Linked DNA regions of Mus musculus: region 1 is linked to region 2. The links are chromatin contacts, called in public Hi-C maps. All regions are on one chromosome and are shown on one strand. Each heading gives the region's core, a stretch centred on a gene start, on an enhancer-like site or on the middle of the called end of the contact. The rest is flanking DNA. Distances are from core to core; before and after follow the strand shown. Region 1 holds the start of Cers6 (ceramide synthase 6). Region 2 holds the start of Ttc21b (tetratricopeptide repeat domain 21B).

What was found. Hi-C and Micro-C count contacts between places; a contact is called where the count stands out from the background.
Region 1: a Hi-C map of uterus shows a contact between it and region 2, with 5 times the contacts expected there. The contact joins the promoter of Cers6 here to the promoter of Ttc21b in region 2. A contact is called at or near these places in 1 of 484 Hi-C or Micro-C datasets (uterus) and 1 of 115 datasets of contacts at active chromatin or transcription factors (astrocytes).

Annotation. Positions count from the first base shown.
Region 1 is chr2:68,859,508-68,864,351 of GRCm38.p6, forward strand. Cers6 (ceramide synthase 6) reads left to right here and starts at 1,934. Exons shown (of 10, transcript NM_172856.4): 1 at 1,934-2,298. The coding sequence starts at 2,129.
Region 2 is chr2:66,254,161-66,259,244 of GRCm38.p6, forward strand. Ttc21b (tetratricopeptide repeat domain 21B) reads right to left here and starts at 2,457. Exons shown (of 29, transcript NM_001047604.2): 1 at 2,354-2,457. The coding sequence starts at 2,374.

The DNA.
Region 1 (4,844 bases), core at 684-3,183, 2.6 Mb after region 2:
CATGTATATATACACATACATACACATATATGTGTATATATATATTTTTAAAGTTTTTGAGGCTTACATTTTAGAGACAAAGTGCCAATAATGGTGTATGTTGTGTTAATGGTGGTGATGGCTTTGGGGAGGAATAATTGTACATTAACTTGAATGATAAAGGGAAGGCCCTATCCAGAGTAAAATGAAGGGAAGAGAAAAAGGATATTTTAGGAACGATGTTTCAAGGACAGAGGAAAACACACACACAAAGACTGTGTGGGTACGGTAGGTATGTTTTGTAAAGAGCAGGGAGCCCCGAGGGAAGAGAACACACGAGATCAGAGAGATAATAAGGAACCAAATGTCTTAAGACATAATGGCTTTGACTTCTGCTTGGGGGAGAACAGAGCTAAAGCAGGTTTAAGTACTGGAATTGTGGGACAAACATTTCAACCTGAGCACTATGGCCAAGAGAGGACAGTAATGGGACACAGGCAGAACTGGGGTTTGAGTGGTGATGGGGACTGCTCAGATGTGAAATGGTACGGCAGTTTAGATCAGCTGGTAGCCAAACAGGTAGTGGAGGGTGTAAGGTAATGGTTTATAAAATGACTTGGATGAATTTGTGATGTTAGAAAGGAAGTATGCAAGCAAGAGGAAAGTGGCTGCTTCCTTTTGGACTGAGCCGTGACCACAGGAAGGACAGGTCTGGAGGAGAGAGTAGTCATCGACCATCCAAAGAGAACTGCTAGGGACTGAATGTGTTCTCCCCAAATTCAGTGCACTGGCATTTGGAGGCTAAGCCCTTGGGATGTAATTAGTTTATGAGAATGAAATCTTGGGATGTAATTAACTTATGAGGATGAAACCTTGGTTGGAGCCCTAGTCAGATGACACACGGGTGCAGTCTCTCTGTCTCTGCAACAAGAAATTCTCTGCGAAGACAATCACCTGTCAGGAAGAGTCCAGGAAGGGTGTCTTTGCCACCCCTTAGATTGCCTAGAACTTTGGCTTTGGACTTTGCCTCTGCAAGTATGAGGAACGCATTTTCATTGATTGAGCCATATGTCAAAACAAACAGCCTGAATTAAGGCAGGAACTGACCTTTGCAATCACAGCTGACCTTGAGTGACTTCATTGGGTGGGGAAGGCATGAATGGAAGTTCAATAAAGAACAGGAGGTGAGAATCAGGAGGCCTTGAGAGTTTGGTTTAAAGGCAGGGAGAGGAGGAATAAATACTCCTGCCCCCATTATCTACCAAGTCAAAATGTGGTTCCCACAGTATTTTCAGAGGTTACTGGCGCAGTTCCCCATAATGCTGCCGTTACTAGCTGCTATCACCATTAGACACCATCATCAAGCAATTCATTAATCAATCATAAATGCCTAATTTCTTGTGCTACTTCATAAATCAAAATTAGGAGCCTTGTTCCTTGGGGGACCCAGCTCAAGGGGAAGCAGTAGTGTAAAACGTGCCAGGAAGGTCAAGGAGGGGGGTGAGGTGCGGGTCGGAGGCAGAAGTCTCTTGCCAAATCATCCAGCCCCAGTTCCTGATTTTCTTTTAGCACTGGAGAGGATGATCCTTCCCCTCCCACTCCTTCCTCCTTCGCCTTTGCGCCCCCTACTTCTTCTTCTGGGGTTCTTTTTCAGCGCAGGGCTCTCTCTGGAAGCTCGGCCCCTGCCAGGCTCCTTTTCGCCTCCCTGCGCTCAGGAAGAGGACAAGAGCGCAGACACTCCAGTGGGGCAGGAGCTGGCGTTCTAACCAGGTGCGACCCAACTTGGGGCTGGGACAGAGGTGCGGGACGCGCTCCAGGTGCGGGTCCAGAGCCAGAGCGCGGCCCGCAGCTCCCAGGGCGTGGGCGAGCCGGCCGCGTGTGCCTCGGTGCTTGACGGGAACACTAGCCAATCAGGGCGTGCGGCCAGGCTGCCACGTGACAGGCGAGGCGGCCCTTTTCCCAGCGCGGCCAGAGGGAGGAGTGGAGCGGATCGCGGAGCCTGAGAGTGCAGCGGCCACAGAGGAGGCGGCGGCAGGCGGAGCGGCAGCGGCAAAGGCTCCCGGCCAACCCAGCGCGCATCCCCAGTGCCCTGAGCTGCAGAGAGCTCGGAGGAGCGCGGGAGCAGCGACACCGGAGTGGACAAAGCAAGATGGCAGGGATCTTAGCCTGGTTCTGGAACGAGCGGTTTTGGCTTCCGCACAATGTCACCTGGGCAGACCTGAAGAACACGGAGGAAGCCACCTTTCCGCAGGCGGAGGACCTCTACCTTGCCTTCCCCTTGGCCTTCTGCATCTTCATGGTGCGGCTCATCTTCGAGAGGTAAGAAGGGCCGAAGTGCCTGCTCTCCCGCACACACGCACACGCGTGCACACTCGCCTGCTCCGTGGCGCACGCCCCCGCGCTTGGGCTCACACCTCCCAACCTTTGTGTTCTCTGTGGGGTCCCGATCCCTCGGCCAGGCTGACTTCTAGGGAGCTAGAGAGGGTCCAACTCGACCGCGGATTTCCTCCGGGGCGCCACGAAGGGGCGGCAGGGCGCTTGGTCACCGCCCGCGCTCCTCCTTTCCCGGCTTCCTCCTCCTAGAGAGGGTCGGCGAACAAAGGTGAGCGGAGGCTGGCCGCGGGGAACCGCTGCGCCGAGGGCTCGGCCGGCTCCCTCCGAGCCGGCACTAGGCGCTTCCAGATTGGGCTTCTCCTCCGAGGCTCGCCGCCACCCACCTGACAGCCTGGAACGATGGGGACGCGCGGCCCGGAGGGAGGAGGAGCGCACACACTTCCAGCCCTTCCACTCTTGCACGCACGCGGGCCGCGCTGCAGAAGAATTTGCTCGGACCTTTGGCTTTAGCTTGCTCCCTGGCTTCCATCCGTGACACGGAGTTTTAGGCCCTGGGTCCTGGGAAATAGGTGACGACAGCACTCCGGATCGCTACTGGTTTCTTTAAAAGAGGGCAGAACAGGACCGGTGCCCCTCGAAATAGTCATTTGAATCGATAGTAGGACCCCGTGACTAATCATAAGCGTCTTGCTGGTACCGGAAGACACTTGAAACGTTAAAAGAATTGTCTCATAATTTTTGGTATGAGTCCTCGATTTGGTTAGATCTCGCCATTGTAACTGCACACAAACTTGTGCTACTCTCACTGAGTCAGCCTTAAGTCACAGAACTAGATCTTGCCTGCTGTGCATTCAACACTTACTCGTGAAACAAAATCAGCACCGCACACTTCTTTCTTTTAACTGAAAAAAAAATCGCCTTCCTCTTTCCTCCTCCCACCTCCATTCATCAGCGAAGGCTGATTTCTTAGATCACAAATATCCATTTCTACTCTAACCTCCCTTCCCTGCCTCCAGCTCACCTTGGCTGTTGCTCAGGCTGCTGCTATCTTGTTTACTGTTGGTTTGCCTAAATCCATTATTGAGAATGTCAGAATGTATCTTTTGTGTCTTTTGTTGCCTGAAATAGCAGCTAAGCTTCCTGGGAACTAAAAAAGTATGTTTTGTGCTAAGGAAGGTGTAGTTTTCAATGGGCAGTGTTGTTGATTATGAAGTAAGTCAGCTGTTGCCATGCTGAAATTGACTCGCACAAAGGGACAGCCTCTATTTTAAAAGGATTGGATTCCAGTGCGGATATGTCATTGATCCAGCGCCTAGTCTCACTGTGACAAAGCTGGTGTGTTTGAAGGCTGCAAGTATTTACCTACAGAAAATAGGAACTCGAGTCTAACCTTGCCATTTCTGCAAAGACAAGCTGACTTTTAGGGATAATAGCAGGCTGTTGCCTGTGCAGGCACAGTTTGGGGGGGGGGGGCTCCATACATAGTTGCTGGATGACACCCAATGAAATCTGTCTGGATTCACTTTTGGGTACCCACTTTAAAGGAAATATCTAGTTGTCAATTTTGTAGAACAAAAATCAAGGCAGCTCATGAACCATATGTGAATGCTACATTTCCTCAGAATTCTCTCTCGGTCTGCTTCTGGGCTCTTCAGTAGGTTGGAAAATATTGAAGATAGCTTGGTTTGTGCTTGGCTTTCTTTGTCTTACACGCGCGCACACATTCCACTGATGTAATATCAGACTGAAGGTTCAGTTTTCTTTTTCTCAGAAATATTTTTCTTCCTAGCATAATCTAATGACTTTAAGAATTTATACAAAAGGATCAGCAAGCAGTCTTCAACTACCAGTAGTGACGACCCGTGTGTGTGTGTGTGTGTGTGTGTGTGTGTGTGTGTGTGTGAGAGGCCATCGATGAGAGTAGATGACATTTAATGGACTGTCTAGGAAGTGAGTAATGACTCTTTGTTCCCCGTGTGCGGGATGCCGCTGACTTTGTGGAGGGTAACTACTTTGTTTCTTCCTTCTATGGTCCTGACAGATGTAACTTTAACCATTCAGACCCAGGTCTCTAAAAGTCAGAGAGTAATTACATCTGGAGTGAGAGGCTCTACATTTTTGGGTTTTTATCAAACTCAAAGTACACACTCTGCTATTCAACCTATGGTGTGCATCTTGCCAGTGTCTATAGCTGAGCCAGACTGGATTGTTGTCAAAGATACAGCTTATGCTAGGTATCCTTTTGACATGATGCATGTGGAGTTTGTTTCTTTGTAGTGTTCTGTATTGGCTAACACTAAAGAATCCCATCATAAACTGAGTGCTTTTGTAATAGAGACACCTCCTCCAAGAGTCTGTGCTTTGATTATCATTTACTTCAAACTTGAGAGCATACTAGGAGATCTTTGATTATCCAAGATCTTTATCTCCCATTAAGAAAAGTCAGTAATGTTTTTGCAGAATTACATACTTGAGTGTGTCTTGAGTATAACACATTTATTTCTCTTCATACAGGAAACCACTAATGAACT
Region 2 (5,084 bases), core at 1,207-3,706:
AGACATGGATTTAAAGGTGCAAAGACATGGCCTCAAGTCTTCACCTGTGTGACACCTTTGCTCATAGAGAAGCGACAGTTATTAAAGCAGACCTAGCAGTGGTTGTGAGGACTAATTGATAATGCTGTGAAGGTCCTTGTCTGAAAACCTAGGAGTAAGTTACGCCAAAACTCTGCGGCCTGTCCAACACCTCTCTCCTCAGCTCCGTACCTGTACTTTGCCACCTGCTGTTTAAACCATCAAACCAACCGTGATGCTCCCCACCCCCTTCTCATTTACCCAGTCCTGCCAATCAAAGCCGTCTTTAAGTGCATCCCTTTCCATGGATTTCATATTGCTCCCCACACCTGTTGGTATGCTTGTGGTTCGAGATAGACGATTTAGTCCAACAATCTTCCTTTTGATTTCTGAGGTGGGATCTCCTAATGTAGCTCAGGCTGGCTCAAACCTGCTCTCCTCCTGACTCTTTCGCCAGAGTGCCAGGAGTAGGCTTGTATCCCCATGCTCAGCGGTCTAGCAAACACTTTTGGACTGTCTACTTTCTAGTATTAGGTACTGTGTAAGATACTGAGAAGAGAGTATAACCTATCCTGTTCTACACTGTACTCTGAATCTATCAATAAGATGCTGAGAAAAGTTAACAAGAGTGTTTACTGCCATGGAAAAATCTTGAACATTCAGGTAAACTGTAATCTGAACACCCGCTGGGACACAATGCTATAATGAATGTGGGGTGGGCACTACTTCGCTTTGGGGAATACAGAATACTGTACTCAGCTTGGTAACTGTGGGTGACCAGGGAACCCACTCCTGCAGAGGATGCTAGAGCCGATTCTTCAATTATAAACACATTACTCCATCTCCTCCACATATAACACCGTATTTCTCTTGGAATATTTCTGAGAAAGGCCCAGGGCTGTAAAACGCAGAGGAAGAGCAATATGGAGATAAGAGTGTGGTACCTGGGTTGGGTGTGGTGATGGGCGGGGCTAAAAGCCAGCCCTTATTCTACAATAGGGTAGGAAACCAGAGTGATAGGTCCAAAGGGAAGGTAGGTCCAAGATATGTCTGGCTTTCTTCCCACTTGGTTTTGTATGGGTAGTGAGCTAAAAATAGTTGGAGAAGAAGGGCCAGGGAAAACCTTTCATAGACAAACGTTAGAGCTCATGAAGATGTACTGGCATATGAGGATGCTCCTTCATTTAGGTACATCCACAGCTGCTTACCAACGTCACTGCAGATGGACAGAGATACTAAAGTAGGTACCATCTGGCATTTTGTAGACGGTGCTTGCCACTCCTTGTTCAAGAACCTTGTTCTAGATAGAATATTGCACTGATCAAACTGGAAAGGGAAGAAGCCAAGGTCAGCAGCCTCAGTTTTAGGACACGACTCGCTCCTGTGCTAAGTGATGAGAAGTTTAATAATGGTTTTATCACTAAAGTGGTTTTAGTGCAGAACTCATTTGGATAAAATGAGGGATAAAACATGTAAAAGAGTTGGAGGAAAAACTTGAAAAGGTAATGTAGAAATTCATTAAAAAAAAAAAAAAAAAGCCAAACCTTTCGGTCTTCCCTAACTGTCAGCACCCACTGTCCTCTGAATATAATCAGTAGTTCTCATGACATTCATGTGTTTAATAGCTTGTGGGGTCAGCCCTCATAAATCAAGTGAAAGTTGCAAGACTAAGCACCTTTACTGCAGTATTGCAAGTACTTAGAAAATAGTGCAAAACACACAGAAGGCAGTCAACCAATGCTTGCTAAATGTACTAAGAACTTTTTCCAGTGTTGGATTTTTGAATGAGTAAATCTCATGTCCAGGAGTCTGTTCAGCTAGCTCCAACTTCCGGGAGTCACCCAAGAAAAAGCGCTCCACAAATACTGAACAGGTCCCAAAGTGGACAGAGGGGAGGGGAGGGGATGCGAGGGGAGGGGAGGGGAATGATCGCGAAAGGCTTCCAAACCTTGTCCTTGTTTTTCACCATTTCTGAAATATATGCTGAGTGCAACTATGGGAAGACCATTTTCATAATCTATAATACTCCTCCTTTTAAAGGACTTTCGTTAACCGCTTGCAAAGGTGAGTGCCGGGTAGAGGACATTAGCTCGCTAAGTCCCTAGAAATCACACTTGGAGACTAAGCAGGCTTTCCCAGGAGAAGTCCAAAGCCAACATAAGCAGGAGGCTGGGGGCTGGCCGTTAACCGCAAGGCAGTGGTTGAGCCCTCGGGATCATCCCGGCGGGGGGCGCAGCATCTCCGCCAAGGCCGCAGGCTCTCACCATCAGCTGCCCGAGCCACCCTGTACCTCGCAGTCCACTCGCCCTGCCCACGCCCCGCGCCGCCCGCTCACCTTCAGCCCCTGGGAGTCCATGGCCGCCGGCTACCCGGAGGGTGCCCACCGCTGCCCGCCGCAGGGTTAGGGGTTCAGACCCACTTCCCGGGCCCTCAAACCCTAAGGGACGCGGCGTGCAGCACGAGGGGCGTGGCCCGATCTCCATTGGTTGTCGGCGTGAGGGGGCGGAGCTTAGTTGTAGGACTAGGAAGGAGGGGGCCACCGGAGCAGGCGAGGAGGGAACCCCGAGGGAGGACCGCGAGGGCGACTGGGGCTGGAATCCGCTGAGCATTGAGTGCTGCCGAGTTGTGGGGCTAGAGGAGGGAGGTCCAGCCTGGAAACGGCGCGAGGAGGAGGGATTGGGTGGAGCAAGAGATATGAGATTAAAGAATAAAGATGATGAAGCAGCAAATAGGAGGGAGAGCCATGCCGCTTTTCATCCCTGCAAACAAAGGCCGACTCCATTTTCTCAGCATTTTTTGTGGAAGCCGATTTGCGCAATGCGGCTTAGTACTTGACCAGGGAAAATGATTTACCTGACACGTGTAGTAATCGTGTCTGGGCCACAAGGTGGCGCAGAAAAATCACAGTTCGGCAAAAACCTTGAAGCCTGGCTTGGGCTTGTTCTAAATCTTTTCAGGCGCTGCTGTAATTTTGCTATTCGAGTGCTTATTAAACTGCTCCGCCAGATTTCCACCCCCAAAGTCTTATTTAAAAATATGTGGTTACCTCTTTTAGATTTCTATTTCTTAAGTGTTTGCTGTAGTTTGGATCTAAACTGTCCCTCAAAGACACACGTGCTGAATGTTCCCCAGCCCGTGTGCTGTTGGGAGTGGTGGAACCTTTGATAGATGAGGCCAAATGAAAGGACTTTAGAAGATTCTCACGTGACCTTGAAGAAGACATTGGGACCATGGACTTGCTGTTTGCTTTTCTTTTTGCTTTTCTGTTTGCTTCCTGGCAGCCTTCCTTAGAAGATCTTCACCAGTGTATTTATCATGAGATCCAGCAAGCTGACTGAGAGGGGCATCTAGACACACTAATTTGTTTCTGCTTGTATTCTTTAAAGGACTGCAGGCAGCTGTGGCCGTTATACTGATGTTTTAGTGGGCCTCCTGCCTGCTCTTAGGACTCTTCCTTCAATCGGGTTGCTTTCTCCATCCTCCGTATGAGATCTTTTACCTTGTCTTACTGTATTTTGGTCCTGTTTGGCTGTCATCTCTTAGAAGCCTACTTCTTTCTGAAGAGGAGAGGGAGGGGGAATGGATCTAAAGGAATGGAGAAGCGGATGTGGTGAAAAGCTAGGAAGAGTGGGGTGGGGGAACTGTGGTTGGGATGAGAGAAGAATCCATTTCAATTAAAAAAAAACAGGCAGAATGATGTAGACAGTTCTAGAATTCTATCTTATCAAGAAGAGAGGTACTTAAGGTCATGACAAAGCAGTGGGGATGCTAATTATTCCAATGTGACCCCTGCTCTTTGTATGTGTGCACTGAAATATCGCACTGTATCCCAGTGAAAACCACCAGTTTCCACATTTTTGAGCATCATATAAGCCTTTTGAGTTTCAGTGGAGTCTTGGGACAGAAAGGGCCTTATGATACTGAGTGAGAATTAGTGTTGAGAGCCAGGGGTACACATCTTTAGTCCCAATTACAGAGGAAACCATGGCAGAATGGGCACTTGAGCCCATGAGTTCAAGATAGACAACTGGAAAGACACACCATCTTTAAAAGAACAAAATGTTCTTGTTAGATAAATGGGACTGGTGATTAGTCATAAATTTAATTAAATTAAGAAGAAAAAAATTGGGGGCTGGAGAGATAGCTCAGCGGTTATGAGCCCTGACTGACTGTTCTTCCAGAGGTCCTGAGTTCAATTCCCAGCCACCACATGGTGGCTCACAACCATCTGTAATGGGATCTGATGCCCTTTTCAGGTGTGTGTCTGAAGACAGCTACACTGTACTCATATAAATAAAATAAGTAAACCTCTAACAAAAAGAAAAAGAAAATTTCTTCTTATATACACTTCTTGTATACACATTTTAAAAGTACATTTCTCGTATATACATTAATTTTAACACAGAAATTTATGCCCATTCACAAGCATAGTGACTATTGTCTACTGATTTGTACATCATTTAAAATACAATGTACAAATATATTTACTTAAAATTGTGTATATGTTTTTGGTCCCTGGAGGACATTGTTGTCCTACGGGAAAGACAAAGAAGGCTTTATCTGCAATATCTGTCAAGCTCGGGTTCATGTGACAATCACTTAGGGTATACAATGTGGAAGGGGCTTGATGAGGTGCTGATGGGACTCTGAGTTAGTGGGCATAGCCACGTAGGCAAAGCATGTGCTTATAACACTTTCCCAAGTACTGCTGAGGCTTCCTGTCTGAGGATCGCACCTGGAGAACCAGCATTTTTGTTTAAGTGTAATATTAGCCCTATATATTGAGCAAAGGTTCTCCATCTTAAGATTATTTTGCTGGGCACACACATCAATATGCTTGTCCTTTATCTTGCCTGAGGTGGTGTGTGTATAAAAGTCTTTGCATATCAATAGGAAGGGAATACATAATGTCACAATTTCTATACAAGGATGGGGAACAGCAAAATTTTATTATTGTGTATTTGTGCATGTGCCTTGGTGCACAGGAAGAGATCAGAGGACAACTATGTGGAGTGTATTCCAACCTTCTCTCTTTATGCAAGTAACAGGAATCAAATGCAGGTCAC